Regions from separate parts of the Sus scrofa genome. Here region 2 is linked to region 1. Evidence: chromatin contacts called from public HiChIP or PLAC-seq data. All regions are on one chromosome and are shown on one strand. The core of a region is the stretch at or near the end of the contact, and the rest is flanking DNA. Distances in the headings are between cores, read along the strand shown.

The links. HiChIP or PLAC-seq counts read pairs in DNA pulled down with a chosen protein or histone mark.
Region 2: an H3K27ac HiChIP or PLAC-seq map of alveolar macrophages shows a contact between it and region 1. The contact joins the promoter of LOC100624226 here to the promoter of CCAR2 in region 1. A contact is called at or near these places in 1 of 47 Hi-C or Micro-C datasets (embryonic fibroblasts) and 1 of 2 datasets of contacts at active chromatin or transcription factors (alveolar macrophages).

Annotation. Positions count from the first base shown.
Region 1 is chr14:6,856,794-6,864,573 of Sscrofa11.1, forward strand. CCAR2 (cell cycle and apoptosis regulator 2) reads left to right here and starts at 3,259. Exons shown (of 22, transcript NM_001206340.1): 1 at 3,259-3,646; 2 at 3,941-4,036; 3 at 4,313-4,404; 4 at 4,812-4,903; 5 at 5,107-5,221; 6 at 5,386-5,515; 7 at 5,698-5,794. The coding sequence starts at 3,979.
Region 2 is chr14:7,288,526-7,296,305 of Sscrofa11.1, forward strand. It overlaps LOC100624226 (tumor necrosis factor receptor superfamily member 10B-like), which reads right to left and starts at 3,473. Exons shown (of 9, transcript XM_005670430.3): 1 at 2,887-3,473. The coding sequence starts at 3,048. It overlaps LOC106505885 (a long non-coding RNA gene), which reads left to right and starts at 5,700. Exons shown (of 2, transcript XR_001300721.2): 1 at 5,700-5,972.

The DNA of each region.
Region 1 (7,780 bases), core at 2,009-4,508:
GGCATCGCTGCCTTTGTTTCTGCCTCCTAGCCTAGTGCCTCCTTTCTTTCCCCACAGGATTGCATCAGGTGACCTCCCTGACAGGCCTCCGTGCCACCCCCTCCGGAAGACCTTTATGCCATCATTAGTGGTTAAGAAGCAACGAGCCAAAAACCTTTCAGTGTGTTGAGACCTCTTGGTGCAGGCAGGGACGTGACCCCGGGTCAGCGGAGTGCAGTGAAGTCCTCCTCCTCGCCCTTTGCCCTGTTGCTGCTTCGGGACACTGCCGGGAAAAGCTGCTGACCTCACCTTCCTCTCTGAGGCGAGGGCTGAGTTTCTCTGAGCAGCCGAGGAGCCCTGGGCCCCTGCGAGGCCTCAGGTGCAGCAGCTCTCAGGCTCCTCCCTGACTGCCAGAAATCCCTGGGCTTAGGCAATGTGAACTTATTTATCTGGCACCCATGGAGTGTGTTTGGCACGGCGATCTATCGGCACCCAGCATATCGCAGATGTATATTTATGCAAAATGATATATATGTATATATCTGTGGGACTGTCAGTGTTGTGAACTGGCTGGATCCAACTGGATCCAACCATCTTTCTGGAATCATGCACTCAAAGAGTCGGTCTTCCGGGAGTTCCCATCATGGCGCAGGGGAAACGAATCTGACTAGGAACCATGAGGTTACGGGTTCAATCCCTGGCCTCACTCAGTGGGTTCAGGATCCAGTGTTGCCGTGAGCTGGAGCTGTGGTGTAGGTCGCAGACACGGCTTGGATCTGGTGTTGCTATGGCCCTGGCGTAGGCCGGTGGCTACAGCTCTGATTTGACCCCTAGCCTGGAACCTCCATCTGCTGTGGGTGCGACCCTAAAAAAGAACAAAAGAGGGGAAAAAAAAAAAGTCAGTCTTCCAGGATGAAGTGACTGCAGAAGGATGGAACTGACCTTCATTCCTGAGCGGACACTTACTGAGCTGGAGTCCTGCCTTCTCATACTGCGTGGGCAGGCCCACCGAAAGTGGGGTCCAGTTGTTAGCTGCTCTAAAGTCAATAAAGATGCAAACTTGGTGGAAAGGAAAGTTTGCTTTATTTTGGAGGCCAGCAACTGGGGAGGAGGGCAGATTCATGTCCGAAGGTTGACTCTCCCCACTGACAACCAGCAGGGAAAGACTATTTTTTTTTCCCCCCTCCTCATGCCTACACCTGTGGCTTATGGAAGTTCCCGGAGCAGGGCTTGAATCCAAGCCACAGCTGTGGCAGTGCCAGATCCTTTAACTCACTGCCTCAGGCCAGGGGATTGAACCTGTACCTCTGCAGTGAACTGAGCTGCTGCAGTTGAGATCTTAACCCACTGCCTAAGCTTTCTGACAAAAGCTTTTAAAGGGGAGTTTCCGGGGTGTATAGGTGGAGGGAGGGGGCTGGGTGCAGAAACAGTATGGTCAGCTCTGACAGTCATCCTGAAATTGGTCCTGCAGTGTGGACTGACCAGCGTCATCTTAAGTACAGTTAATCTTCAATTCTAGGGTCGGTTTATTCCTATTTCTTTGAAGAGCTAGTTCTTGGAATTGTGGCAGCTTATGTCATGGCTATGGCCTGGTAGTTATGTAGTTAAGTTCTTCCACCTAATGAGGGTTTCAGTATCTAAAAGACAGCTGGAAGGATATGGCTCAGAATATTATCTATAGCCTTTGAGGAGGAACTAAAAGTCCTTGGCTTTCTTTAATGGGTAAACCATTGCTATTTGGCCTTATTTTCCTCTGTCTGTATTTTCTCATGTCTCTGATTAAACTTATCCTTTGGCCAAAGTATTTCTACAGACAAAAGCAGGTGGAAGACATGGTGGGAAAGGACCATGGAGTTCTGCTCTGTTTCACCAGACCAGGACAGAGCAGGGCAGTCCCTTGGCCAAATCTTGGCCCTGAAGACTGCGCCAGGGATGGGAGGGTCAAGACAGCAAGCAGAACAGCAGAGTAATCTTCAAGGTCTCTTCTCAGCTGCTTTACTCCTTACTAGCCTTTCCATATCACAGCTGAAACCAGGGGCCAATACTAGCCATTAGACCTCGACAAAACCCCTAACCTTTCTGAGTTGTACCTTCTCAATCTCCCAAATGGTATAATGATGCCTGCCCTACCAACCTCACAGGCTTGTTATGAGGATAATATGAGATCAAGCTGTTTCAAAGTGCTTCGTGCATGTTAAATGATTAGGAAAGGGTGTTGGAGGGAAGCTAAACAGGAGGGATGATGGGAAGGTAAGAGCATAAGGGGGAACTGGTATTGCTAATGGGTACTAAAATGGCAAGACTTTGAGCAAGTCATTTCATTGGAGTTCCCCAGGTTTCAAATCTGAGAATTAAGACACCAGTTCCAGACCTGCCTGTTCCCCAAGGGTTGATGTAAGAACTAAAGAAAATGACCACAAGACCTCTTTATAAATGTATACCTAATTATCATGGATGTTTATCTTACTAGATTAGGTTCCTAGCTCTTTGTTATTTGAGGATGGGGGGAAGCATAGTCTCCTGCAGGTACCCAGAGGATGGGAAGTGTGTGTGGGTGTGGGTGCCTGGTCAATGGAAGGGTAGGGCTAGGGATGGGGTTTACCCATTGGTTGGGTAAGGCACTGGAACCTCTCCTAGAGATGGCCACTGATTAGGGATCCTCCGCCTTCAGTCAGGAGGAAGTCAACTAGTTCTGTTGCTGCTGCGATCTTGGGGTTTGCCAATGTGGGGGTGGTAGGTGTTCCCTTATGTTTTTTTGGGGGAGGGGGGCTGTCCAGCTCCAGCTGTCTTTGGACTAGGAACCAATTCTCTGAAGCCTGCTTTTCTAATGGGACACTTAAGCGAGGACACCGCCGAGACACGCCTTCCTAACGCGCATCCGACGGGGGAAGGCGCACTTCCGCTCCGCAGTTGGAGCGGGATGGCAGACCGGCGTGGGGGCAGGGAGAGGTCGGTGGAGAGGAGGGAGGGACCATATCCGGGAGAGTGGCAGCTTCCGACCAGTGGTCGCTCTTCCGGAGAGGCGCTTCCGGTGGCGGCGGCAGCAGCGGCTGTGGTGGTTCCGGGTGTCTTTGTCCCCCCGGTGTCGCGGCCCTGGCCCGCAGGTGGGTTGGGGGGCCTTCCGTCGCCCCTCTGCCCCTTCACCTCTCCCCCGGCCGAGGGGCTGCGAGGGCCGGGCCGCGAAGATGCACCGGGCGCAGAAGGGGCCGAGCCCCCCTTCGGACTGCAAGTCCCGTCTCCCTGGCAACGGCCTCGGCCCTGGGGGCGGGCGGGAGGAGGAGAAACCGCGCGCCTTCGTCCTCCCACGGTGGCCGGTCGCTGTCTGGCCGGTAGACCAGGAGCTGGAGGCTGCTGAGGCAGGAGCCGAGGGCCAGGGAGCGCGGGAGCAGGAGGGCGGGCGCGCAGCCGGATTCGCGTCCGGCCGGGCCACGGAGCTGTCTTCCCACCAACCCGTCCGGGAACAACGGGCCGGGCTTCCGGGGAGAGGGCCCACACCATCTCTCCGGCACCAGCCTCCTCCATTTTTCCGGGCCTTGCGTGGAGCTTTTGGCGGATGTATTTGAATGAATGAATGTCACCGGGGCTCTTTCCAACCCCCTACTCTCCCCAACCATCTGAGGGTGGCGTGGCATGGTGAGAGGAGCGCTAAGTTGTCGGAGACCTGGGTGTGAGTCCTGGTTTTGTCCCTACCTGGTTATGTGGCTTTGGGCAAGTCTCAGTCCCTCGAGCCTCAGTTTCCTGTTTTTGAAAGAGCAATACAGTATCACCCACCGCTAGGTTACTGTGAGGGCACACTGGAACATTGTAATTTCTCCATTTCCTGCTCCTCTGTATTCTCTCCATCCATCTTCTCCATTCATTCTCAGTATTCATCTCGCCACTTTCTTTAAGACCCTTAGTTCCTTTTGGGGGGTAGATGGGAATTTTCTCTGTGAGCTGTTAATTTCTTTTCCGATTGAAGGTTTTTTCCCAAGACTCTGAAAGAGGACAGCATTCCCAATGTCCCAGTTTAAGCGCCAGCGGATCAACCCGCTTCCAGGGGGACGCAACTTCTCAGGTGATCACCTTTATCTCTACCTGGCCTCATACTGGGAAGTATGGGCTTTGGAGTTAGTCTTCTTTTAAAATGAGGCTTTTGGGGTTTCCCTGGTGCAGTGCAGTTTGCTGCTGATATTTTTTAGGAAAATAGGAGATGACCAGAGTGGTTGTCAGCGAAACCCTGGGTGGAACTTGCTTGGATCCACTTTGCCCTCTGGGTTTACTGTATCCTCTCGCTGCCTCTAGTACTTTGGATGGTAGGTACTGTTCCTAGATGGCTTCTCTGTCACAATAGGCGCAGCTTCAACATCTCTTCTGGGTCCTCCTCCTGGTTTGCTCACTCCTCCTGTGGCCACAGACCTGTCTCAAAATGCCAGGCATCTTCAGGTAGGTTGGGCATCCTCTCTAGTGAGTTTCAGCACCTGGGGCTACCCCAGAGTGCATGGCTGCCCAGTGCATTCATTCGGACATCACAGTGTTCATCCTTCCTGACACGCCTGTCCTGGGGCAGTCTGGAGGTGACTAGGCACCTCTGACTGGGGAGCCCTAGGTTCTGGCTCTTGGAAAATCTTTAGGGTGCTTCTTAGAATTAAAGAACTGAAAATCCTTCCAGCATGAACCCCCCACCCCCTTGGGCAGTAGATATGCCTGTTTTTCACGTATGCTTTCTTCCATAGGAAACTCCATGCGGTACTCTAATCGAGCTGGGGTGGGGATGGATAAAGATGAGATGCTAGTGGCAGAGTGTGGACAGGTGCTCCCTGTTACCTTTAAACTGCCCTCATCTCTTACAGGGTGGGGAGAAGCAGCGGGTCTTCACTGGTATTGTTACAAGCTTGCACGACTACTTTGGGGTGGTGGACGAAGAGGTCTTTTTTCAGCTAAGGTAGGCTTGAGGCTGGTCCTCTTCCGGAAATGCTTATTGGATTTAGTTCTGTCACCATGCTGGTGGGTCCCCTCTAAAGCCATTGCTTTGCTTTTTTATGCGTGGTGTGAGAAATCTTGATGGGAAAGTCCTCATAGAGACAGTCAGGGTGGCTGGGCCAGGGTTTCTCTCCTGACTGGGTCTCCTGGCTTGTGTGCTGGCAGTGTGGTGAAGGGCCGGCTGCCCCAGCTGGGTGAGAAGGTGCTGGTGAAGGCTGCATACAACCCAGGCCAGGCAGTGCCCTGGAATGCTGTCAAGGTGCAAACGCTCTCCAACCAGGTATTCATCTCTCCTTGGCACATGAGTTGGAAAGGGATGGGAGGGAAGCCTCTGTGCCCTGAAAGCTGGTCAGAAACCTTACTTTGGTCAAGGGGGTGGGGCTGCATCTTTCCAAGGTAGGGAGCACATCAGCCATGGGATGCCCTGAATTTCCTGCCCTGCAGCCCCTGCTGAAGTCCCCAGCACCTCCCCTTCTACATGTGGCAGCCCTAGGCCAGAAGCAAGGGATTCTGGGAGCTCAGCCCCAGTTGATCTTCCAGCCTCACCGGATTCCCCCACTTTTTCCTCAGAAGCGTGAGTCCAGTGGCATGGATATTGGGGGTGTGACTTTATGGGGTACTCTGGATGGATGGACTTGTAACTATTAGGTTGCTGCTCTCAGAATAGAAGTGGGTACTTTGTGAACTGGAAGAAAGAGACAGGAAATTTGGGCAAATGTTTAGGGTTTTGAGTTACCAGCCATTTCCTTTCTGCAGCTCTGAGTCTCTTCCAAACATCCCACACACTTCATCTGAGCCACCTGAACAGATTTCCTGCTCGGGGCCCTCACGGACGATTGGATCAGGGCCGAAGGTAAGAGGATGATCAAGCAGGAAAGGTAGTTTATTTTATTTATTTGCCTCTAGGAGAATGTCCCCCCTTTTTTGCCACCTGTTGACACTAACATTGTTTCTGCAGCTAGATCCTAGTCCCTTCACCCCCTGACGCAGGCTGATGCATAGAGATGTATATGCAAATATTGGAACTTTATAAGCTGATTCAGCAAGTGGGGATTTGGTGTAATCTTTCAAAATATCTATCACATTGAACTTTTTTCATATAGAATTTTCCCTTTTAGTTCTAGTCCCTAAGAGTCAGACAGTAAGAGTCAGAACTATCAAGAAAATAGTAATTGTCCAAAAAAAGTACCCTTGTAGTATATTTTTAAAATTGAAGTATAGTTCACATTATCCCAGCAGATTGGGTATTTTTATGTGAGACGATCACCACAATAAGTCTAGTTGGCAGCTGTCACCATACAGAGTTATTAGAATATCCTTGACCACATCCTCTGTGCTGTACATTATATCCCTGTGACTTATAACTGGGATTTTGTACCTTTTAATCACCCTTCACCAATTCTGCGCATTCCCCCCACCCTCGTCCCCTCTGGTGACCACCAGTAATGTTCTCTCTTTATCCATAAGTCTGTTTCTGTGTTTTTTAAAAATGTTTGTTCGTTTTTTTTTTTTTTTTTTAGTTTCCTGCAGTCATGATTTCTTAATATAAAACATGTTTTTTACATACACCGTATAAGTCACTGGTGCGTTAGACTGTGTGTGTTGAACTCTGCCCAGAAATCCAGGCCCGTGCCGTGGACATGCAGACATGGCCTTGTGTGGAACAGGCACGATGGATTTGGAGCCTGTGGGGCATCCTAGGCCATCCTGTGTCACCTTTGAGCCGCTAGGGCCTGCCAGCAGCATGCTTCCTCTTCTCTCTGGCTCACATGTTTTTTATGTTGCCTTACTCTCTCCCTAAAAGTTTTTGTTTCTATCTCTAGGAGTTATGCACTGGACTAGCTTTCTTAAGACTCGTTCTGGTTCTTTCTGTTGGTCTTCATTTTAACTTTTTATTATGGAAAATTTCAAGCATACAAGCACAGTTACGTAGAACAGGATGATGAACCCTCATATATCTGTCACCCAGCTTTCACGAGTATCAACACCTGCCATTCTTTTTCATCTACTCCCTTGTACTTGATTTTTTTTTTTTTTAGGTAAAATTTGCACAGGTTGAAGCGCTCATATCTCAAGTGGACAGTTTTTGACAAATGGAAAATGCCACTGTAAATCTCACCCCTTTTAAGATACAGAACATTTCCACCATTCCACAAAGTGTTCTCATGTTTTAATTCCCTTCTGAAAGGAGGACTCTTCTGAGAAGGAAACAACCCACAATCCCAGGGGCCAGGAGATTATTACATGGAAAGGGCTGAGAATGCAGTCCACTGAGCATGGAGTTCCTCAGACAAAAAGTTTAGGCAAAGTGATGTAGCTCAGTTTCTGTGCTGAAGCTAGTGTTCGTTCCCTTTGGATATGTCATCTTGAACTCTTAAGGACTGGGGAAGTTTGGATGGCATAGGATGATTTTCCACAATGTCTCCACTGCCTGAAACACTGTTTCATTCTCAAGGCACTGGTATATATTTTGCATATACTCACAGCTCTTGTCCTGTGCATCTTTGGTCTTTCCAAGTTTCCAAGGACTTTCCACCTCTCACCTTCTGAGTTTACTAAAGGCTTCATTACATAATCACAGCAGGTGCCCTCAGGGATAATGTAGCCCGGGGGAAGCAATGGCTGCTAGTGACTTTCTGCTTTAGATGCAAATTCAGCCTTTCTGTATAGCCAGTTGCATTTAATTGTTCTGGACCTGTGTTCTATTACTTTGGCCATAATGCTTCAGTGTAGTGGCTTCTAGAGAAAGGAGACATGACCACTGACAGGGAGACAATGCCTTCAGTCAGTAGAGAGCATTTGCAGAGTAGGAAGGGGGACAGTAGCAATGAGGTCACCT
Region 2 (7,780 bases), core at 2,223-4,722, 430 kb after region 1:
CGGGTTCAAGTTCATCCTCTTCTTCAACTGGATGACCAAGTTCCTTGAGTTTATTCTTTAATGAAAATATTTTCTGATCCTGATCAGCCAACAGCACCAAAAGATCATCTTGTTCTTTTTTTAGAATCTGTAATGTCCACCTCTGAGCTTGTTTTTCTCATTTTGTAAAATGGCAATGGTGCTGTTAGATTCATCCAGCTGCTCTTTAATAGCAGTTCTTTCTTTAGACAGAGCTTTAATTTCATTCTTTAATTCTTTAGTCTCTTGCAATAATGCTGACAGTCTTCCTTCTACATCAGTAGTTTTTGCAGCTGTTAACAGTTTCACTCCGTTCTGGTTCAGGAAGTGATTTTGCAAATGCTTCTGTTTCCTGTAACAGCTCCTGCTTTTCTGTCTGTAGTTTAGTGATTTCTATAGACTGTGAATTTAACTGAGACTTTAATGTTGCCAGTTCCTGTTTCAAGTCTGCTATTTGTTCAGAATCTCTTGCTGAATCTGTTGCTGAAGACTCTTCATTTGTGCCAGGTGATGGTTGGGAAGATTTCAAATTTTCAATCAAAGAGTCCTTTTCAGCCAGCTGGTTTTGTAAGTTCCTGATTACTTTTTAATTCTTCTATCTCTTCTCGCAACCTACCAATTTCTTCTGGTTGAATGCCATTCATTTGAGACCCATCATTGTAAGAACCTTGAGGCTGATTGTCTTGTCCCTGTATCTTTTAAAAGTTGTCATTTCTCTTTCCCACTCATTTCTTTTCTATAGATTTGGGTTAAGTCAAAGCCTAGACACTTTTCCTTTCCGAGCTATATTTTCTCATCCATAAACTGTAATTATCTCACCTCCTCTAAATGTCCAAGGTGGTTGTGTGAAGTGTTAGAGCCCTTCTCCCTTCCCCCACTTCTCATACATCCTGAAGAGCAATGGCAGGAGATGCTATTCCCAGGTCAAAGTACACTTGCCATTAGAAGCAGTTCCCATCATGGCGCAGTGGAAACAAATCTAACTAGGAACCATGAGGTTGTGGGTTCGATCCCTGGCCTGGCTCAGTGGATTAAGGATCTGGCATTACCATGAGCTGTGGTGTAGGGTGCAGATTCTGCTGGGTCAGTCCAAAAATATCAGAAATTTATTCCTCTGAAACTCATGTTCTCCACAGTACACACAGCTTAAAGATCATTCCCATCTTCCCAAGTTGTTAGGAAAATTATAGTGAATAATGGATGCCCAGTCCCTGGCTGAGTGCAGGACATAGCTGCCGAGGAGCACATGCTTCAGGCATGTCACTGGCCCCACTCCCCCAGCCCTGACTCAGAAGGTGGAGCCACACTTCTCTCCATCCCTGGTTGAGGGAAAGTGGTCCAAGGACAGGGACCGAGGCCTTCTGAGCAGGGGCCAGGGGGAGACTGGCCACCGGCAGCCTCATGGATGAAAACCTTTCCTGCTCACTATTCAAACTGCACTTGTGCAAGATGCTAACCAGAGGGACAACTGTAAGCATGTGGACACACCTGGCCCGTGGCTCTGCACTGCCATCACTGTTGTCACCTGCTTTTTGGGCTCTTCTGTGTTCCTTCATGACCCTCTCCAGCACAGCCTTCCACCCTGGCCTTCAGAAGCTCCTGAGTCCACCTCAGGCAGCTGATACCACGTAGCCAGTACAGACTGGTGGAAGCCACTGCAGGAGTGGGGAGGAGACCACTTACCCTGTGGCCCTCCCAGCACCGGAGTGATGGACACCTGAGAATGTGATTCATCCTCCCACACAGCCTCACACAGCCCTGCGCCATTTACAGAGGCCCCTGCAGACTTTTACTTCCTCCCATTTCACATGAAGAAGTGGGGACTCAGGGCCCCAGAGCCGGAAGAAACAGAGCAGGCCTGCCCTCTTCAGCTGCAGTCCCAGGACTCATAGGGCCTGAATGAGCTTCTGAACCTCTGGACCTCTCAGTTCCCACTTGGAAGGAGAGAAAAACCTAGGGTGGATGGCATAGACCAAAATGGGGCCACATCACACACACACAGGGCAAGGACCTGAGTGAGGGCTGAGCTCAGATTAGTCCTGGATACTCATCTTCCTGGATACTAATCGGGTTCATTACCACTGAGCCATAAAGGAACTCCTAGATTAATTAAAAAAAATAAATTCTGTAATCCCTTTCTGATTATAAATATTATTCTCTGAATTTTGAATTAATTTGTTCAATGAAAACATTTAAAACTTCATGACACCTGTAATATTGATTTGACCTTTATTTATTATTATTATTATTTTTTAATATAAGGAGCCTGGAAAGTACAGGGGCAGAGCCTTTCCATTGAGAGGGGTTTCAGGATGTGCATCACCATGTATTTTCCTGTTTGCTTCACCAGCTTCTGGAAAGGAAGTAGCAGATCCCCTCCCAGGCTGGATGATGCAAGGTTCCTAGCCGCAAGGCAACGTGAATAGAAGGAACTGGGAACCTGCCTCCAACTCAGGGGTTAGATCAAAAAGAGTTGCAGGCAGCAGAGTGATTCTTCTTCTCAGGCTGCTGTTTTGATTTGCCATGAGTGTGTTTTAGAATTTAGGCATAAGTTAAAACAGTAAAGAAAGAAAAGACAGCCAGTCTCTGCCACTCCGGGCAGCTTGCCAGGGAGTTTCCACCTCAGCCTTGATCCCTGGAATTTACCCCTGAGAGAGCTCACGAGGCCAGAGGGCTTTTCTCTATCTGGGTCCCGGTCGGTCTCACCGGCTATGATGCTGCTCCATCCCCCCACTCTGTCCGCTACTGATCCAGCTCCAACACAACCCAAGAGGGCACCTCGCCTTGTCCCTAACCCTATTCCCACTCCCTCCCAACCACCAGGCGCGCCTTCCCCTCCCCGAGCCAGGACCCCCAATGGGGACTCACCAACCACAAGACACCAAAGACGACGAAGATGAGAGCCCGGGGGTCCTGGAGCCAAGACTGGCGGCTGGGGGCGCACCCCGCCTGGGCACCTGAGGTGGTGGGTGCACTCTGTCCCCACTGCCCAGTGCGGTTGAGGGGTGCTCGCTGTCCTGGCCACCGCATAGTGATAGTCAGCAGAGCCACCGAGAATGCTCTGGAAATTCTGGGAATGTCTTTCTCTGGGTGCTGGATCACCCCTGCCACTAGAGGAATGCACGGCAGTACTCAGTCTCTTCTCTCTCGCACTCCGGCTAGTTCTCCGGCTAGTTCTCTCAACGCTTTGGTGGGTAGACGGTGCTGACTTTTGTACCCTCGCGTTGAGTCACCTGGTTGGGCAGCGACGAATGGGAGCCAACATGCAAATAAGGTACATTGTTTGTTGAAACATATGACTTAGTCATCTCCTGCTCGAGCGCCGGGGTGGGGGGGTGGGTGCGGGGAAGAAGAAGAAGAAAGGCCTGACGTAGAACTCACCCCCTCGCTCAGGCGGGGCAGTGCTGTACTTTGGATCACCAGGCGCAGAGAAATATGTCCAGATCACTCTGGACTGCCTTCTCTAGTTTGTCAGGGCCAAGTAATTACCAAACCTCCACCCAACTCCTCAAGTTCCCTGCATCTTCCTCTACTCTCCATCTGGATTTGACTTCTGACATCTGTAGGCTGTTGCCAAGAACTCCATGTGCTGTTCCCAAGCCTATGTCCTCCCTCCCTTCCTCCCCAAGCCAAGGAGGAAGTGGGATACAGGTGGCTTCAGTGAAAGGGATTTGTCAATTGGCAGTGGGAGGAAAAACAAGCTTTCACATTGTGATTTGCTGGTGCTAGACTCTATTTTACAGGGGGGTGTGAGCATTTGATAACCCAGCACAGGTACAAATATTTTGTTAAGAAGCTCTATTGAAAGTCTGTTACAGCACATTTCAAATTTGATACAAAACAAAAAGAAAGATAAAAGAACTCTTATTGCCAAGCCCTTCTCCATTGAAAGGAAGAATCTATAAGAAGGTGCCTAGTTCAGAGCAGGGTCAGTAGTTGTCCAGCTGTGGTCCCCAGCTGGTGGCGCCAAAACACTAAATGAGTGGGTCTTGTGTCCTGGGTTCACCGTGTAGAGGAGAGGGATGACTGTCCAATGGCAGACCCTTGACAAATGATTCAGCAGGGAAAGGACAAAGTGCACCCACAGGAGTAGAGAAGAGGAAACTCGAGAAACCACAGACAAGTGATGGGAGACAATAAAACTTGAACATATACAGTCAAGGAAAACGGCAAAGGTGACTCAGGATTCAGGAATGGCATGGGTGAAAATACGCTTTTGTAGTAATGGATTCAGAAAACATGTTAGAAATACCATTATTTCTCCGATCTCAAGATACTTTGGGTTTTCAATAAAACTAAAAAAAACCCAGTATAAACCTTTCAATGAAATTTCATGTAGTGAGCATGTTGCATCCAGGAAGTGAAGTGGTGTTCATCCATCCTGTCTTCTTTACTCCCTAAGACTAATTTTTGGCCTCTTTGATCCTCCGTTTTCCTGTTTAAATGGACATAGTTGTATCTTTCACACTTGCTTCCTGTTTTAGAGTTAGAGGAGGAGTAGCTCCTGGCATGATGCAACACAGGACTGCTGAGAGTTCTAGCAGACTTTTCTGCTAGACTTTTCTACAATGCCCACGTTTCCATAGAGAGTCTCGACGGCCATTCCATAGCATATTCTCTTAGCAACTTTCAAAATACACAATACAGTATTATTAATCATAGTCACCATACTGTACATGACATCTCCAGGACTGACTTACTTTACAACTGGAACTTCATACCTCATAAAGGGAGTTTTTTTATCTTCTCTACCATCCTGATGGCAATTACCTTAAGGTTTATTCTTTACTCCATCTCATTCAAAAGATTTCTTCTTTCTTGGAAATATAGTAGCTATTATCTCTCCTACTTACTTGACACAAACATATGTTACCTTCTGTTTTATTTTCCTTTTGCAAACTGCATATCTTCTGACCAAACAATTCTATTAGTATAATTACTTTCTTATTCCCCCTCCCTGTTTTTTACTTTGTAAGTCTTTCTTTTCTACATTGTGTCTTAACATATGTTTACTTCAACATGCTGAAGAGTCACCAGGGGAGGGAGCAGAACACACAGGGCCCTGGCAGGAGCATGGGTTTTATTTTGTGAGTGAGGGACATCTCCAAAAAGTTTCAGGCAGAACTAAAGGGACTAGTTTGTTTTAGGCAGAGAACCAGTGGGATAAGGGCACGCTCTTGGATTGAAAGTGAGCAAGACTACAAGCAGATAGAGGGCCTTCCAGGGCATGTCTGTGAAGTGTACTGTTGGTTGTTCTACCTGGTTTAGTGTCTGCATTCCTGTGGTTCTGTGAACCCCAGGAAAAGCAGCAGGAACCATGCCTAGCAGGGTGGTTGACTGGGGTTTTTGGTTTGCATGTGTTTCTTCTCCCTGACTTGGGTGAGTTAGGAATTGATCTTCTGCACAAGGGCATCCAGAGCTGGCAAGAGTAGCACTGGGCTTAAAATCCCTTTAAGACTTTTACATTTCCCCTTCCCCCTCCCCCCTTTCCCTCCCCTTCCCCTCCCCACTTCTCCTTCCCCTTCTTTTTTTTTTTTTTTTTTTTTTTTTTTTTTTTTAGGGCCACACACGTGGCATATGAAAGTTCCCAGGCTAGGGGTGAATCAGAGCTGTAGCTGCCAGCCTCCACCACAGCCACAGCAACAGAGGATCTAAGCCGCATCTTCGACCTACACCACAGCTCACAGCAACAATGGATCTCTAACCCACTGCGCAAGGTCAGGGATTGAACCAGCGTCTTCATGGATACTAGTCAGATTCCTTACCTCTGAGCCACAGCAGGAATTCCTGCGTTTCTTCTTTCTACCGTGAGCATCACAGGAAAACTTCCTGTGCCCTTCTATTAAGGCAAGCCCAGGTAGTACACGGGTACATCAAGGTGTCAGGACAAGGAGAGGAAAGAGCCCAGCCTCAAAGAAACACATAATGAAACTGTAAACGCAGGAGAGGTTCAGGTATGTGTTGCTGTGATCCAGGGACAAAATGGGTGGGCTTGAACAGAATGGTGAGCAGACCTGTACGCAAAATCAGAAAGATTCAGGACACTGTTGGGGTGAGTGGTTAGCAGTTTTTGAAGGGTTGTATGTGGGGAGTGAAGATGAGCGTGGTACCAGACTGAACTGCTTAGTGAGAATTGAGTCTCTGAGGACATGGTGTGTGAGCTGGATTAGCCATATGTATCTGGGGACATCAGCATGTAGGTGGTACTTGACCCTGACTCCTAGGTCCCACCAAAGGGAAGAGGAGTACTGAAGAGGACAGAGGGCACAACCGATGCCAAACGACTGCGACATGCAGAAGTCAGTCTAGGGAGATGTGTCAGCAAAGGGACTGAAGAGGAATGGCCCGAGAGATGGGAGAGCGGACTCAGTTCCTGGAAGGGGAGACAGTCCTATTCATGAGGTGTGGCCACTTAGCAAATGCCTGGGAATGAAAACAAGAAATCTCTAAATTTACATTTCTCTTATTGTGAGTGAGGATGTTTTTAAGAGTTACAGGTAATTTGTAGTTTATTTTCTGTGAGCTTCTCTACAGGTTTTCTTAAGCATTTGTATTATTATTATTGTGTCTGTGTCATAAGAAATTTACATTAGGGAAATCGTGCTTTTAAGTGTGATTTATATTTCAAGTATTTTCTTCTAGTTTGCTTTTTATCTTTGTTGTGATATTTGCCAGTTAGAGTTTTCGTCTTAATCTTTATATAGTTGACTTTAATCTCATTTTGAGTTTCTTAGAGACAGTTCTTTTCCTGTACAAACTTGTGAGAGAAATTTCTCACATTTATTTGCAATAGTTTGTGGCTTCCTGTTTTACAGTTTTAGGTGATTGATCCATCTGACTTTATTTCCTCAAAAGTAGAGAGTAAAAAAGATACATTTTTGTTTGTTTGGTTTTGGGTTTTGGGGGGGGTTTTGGGCCACACCCATGTCATTCGGAAGTTCCCAGGCCAGGGACTTAACCGCTGCTACAGCAATGGCCTGAGCAGCTGCAGTGACAAGCCAGATCCTTAACCAGCTGTGCCCAAGGGGAACTCCCAAGAAAGATACTTTTAAAAAACTCTTCATTGATTATTAGGTTGTTTTTTTTTGACATACAAAATGCTGTGCATAATTAATGAGTACAACCTGATGAGTTTAGAAATAAGTAATACCCCACCATAATGTATGCTTAAACCTACCCAACATCTCCAAAATGTCTCCCCCGTTATTTAATATTATTTGTGGTAAGAACACTAAACATAAAATCTTACCTTCTTATCAAAATTTTAAATATATAATACAGTAATGTTAGCTGTAGACGCTATGCTGTGCAGTAGAGCTCTAGGACTTTTTCATTTTCTATAGCTGAAACTCTGTATCCTTTGACACACGCCTCCTCCACTTCTCCCTCCCTCCAGCCCCCCCAAAACCACTCATCTACTGTCTCCTTCTATGACTTAGATTATTTTAGATTCCTCACATGATGGTAACATGCAGTATTTGTTCTTCTGTGTCTGGCTTATTTCCTTCAGCATAGTATACTCCAGATTCATTTGTGTTGTCATAAATGGCAAGATTGCCTTCTTGTTAAGCCTGAACAATATTCCATTCTATGTATATGCAACGTTTTCTTTCTTTTTTGGGTGTGGTGGTACATCTGCTGCATGCAGAAGTTCCCAAGCCAGGGATTGAGATCACTAATTATTAGAGAAATGCAAATCAAAACTACGATGAGGTACCACCTCACATCAATCAGAATGGCCATTACTAACAAGTCAACAAAT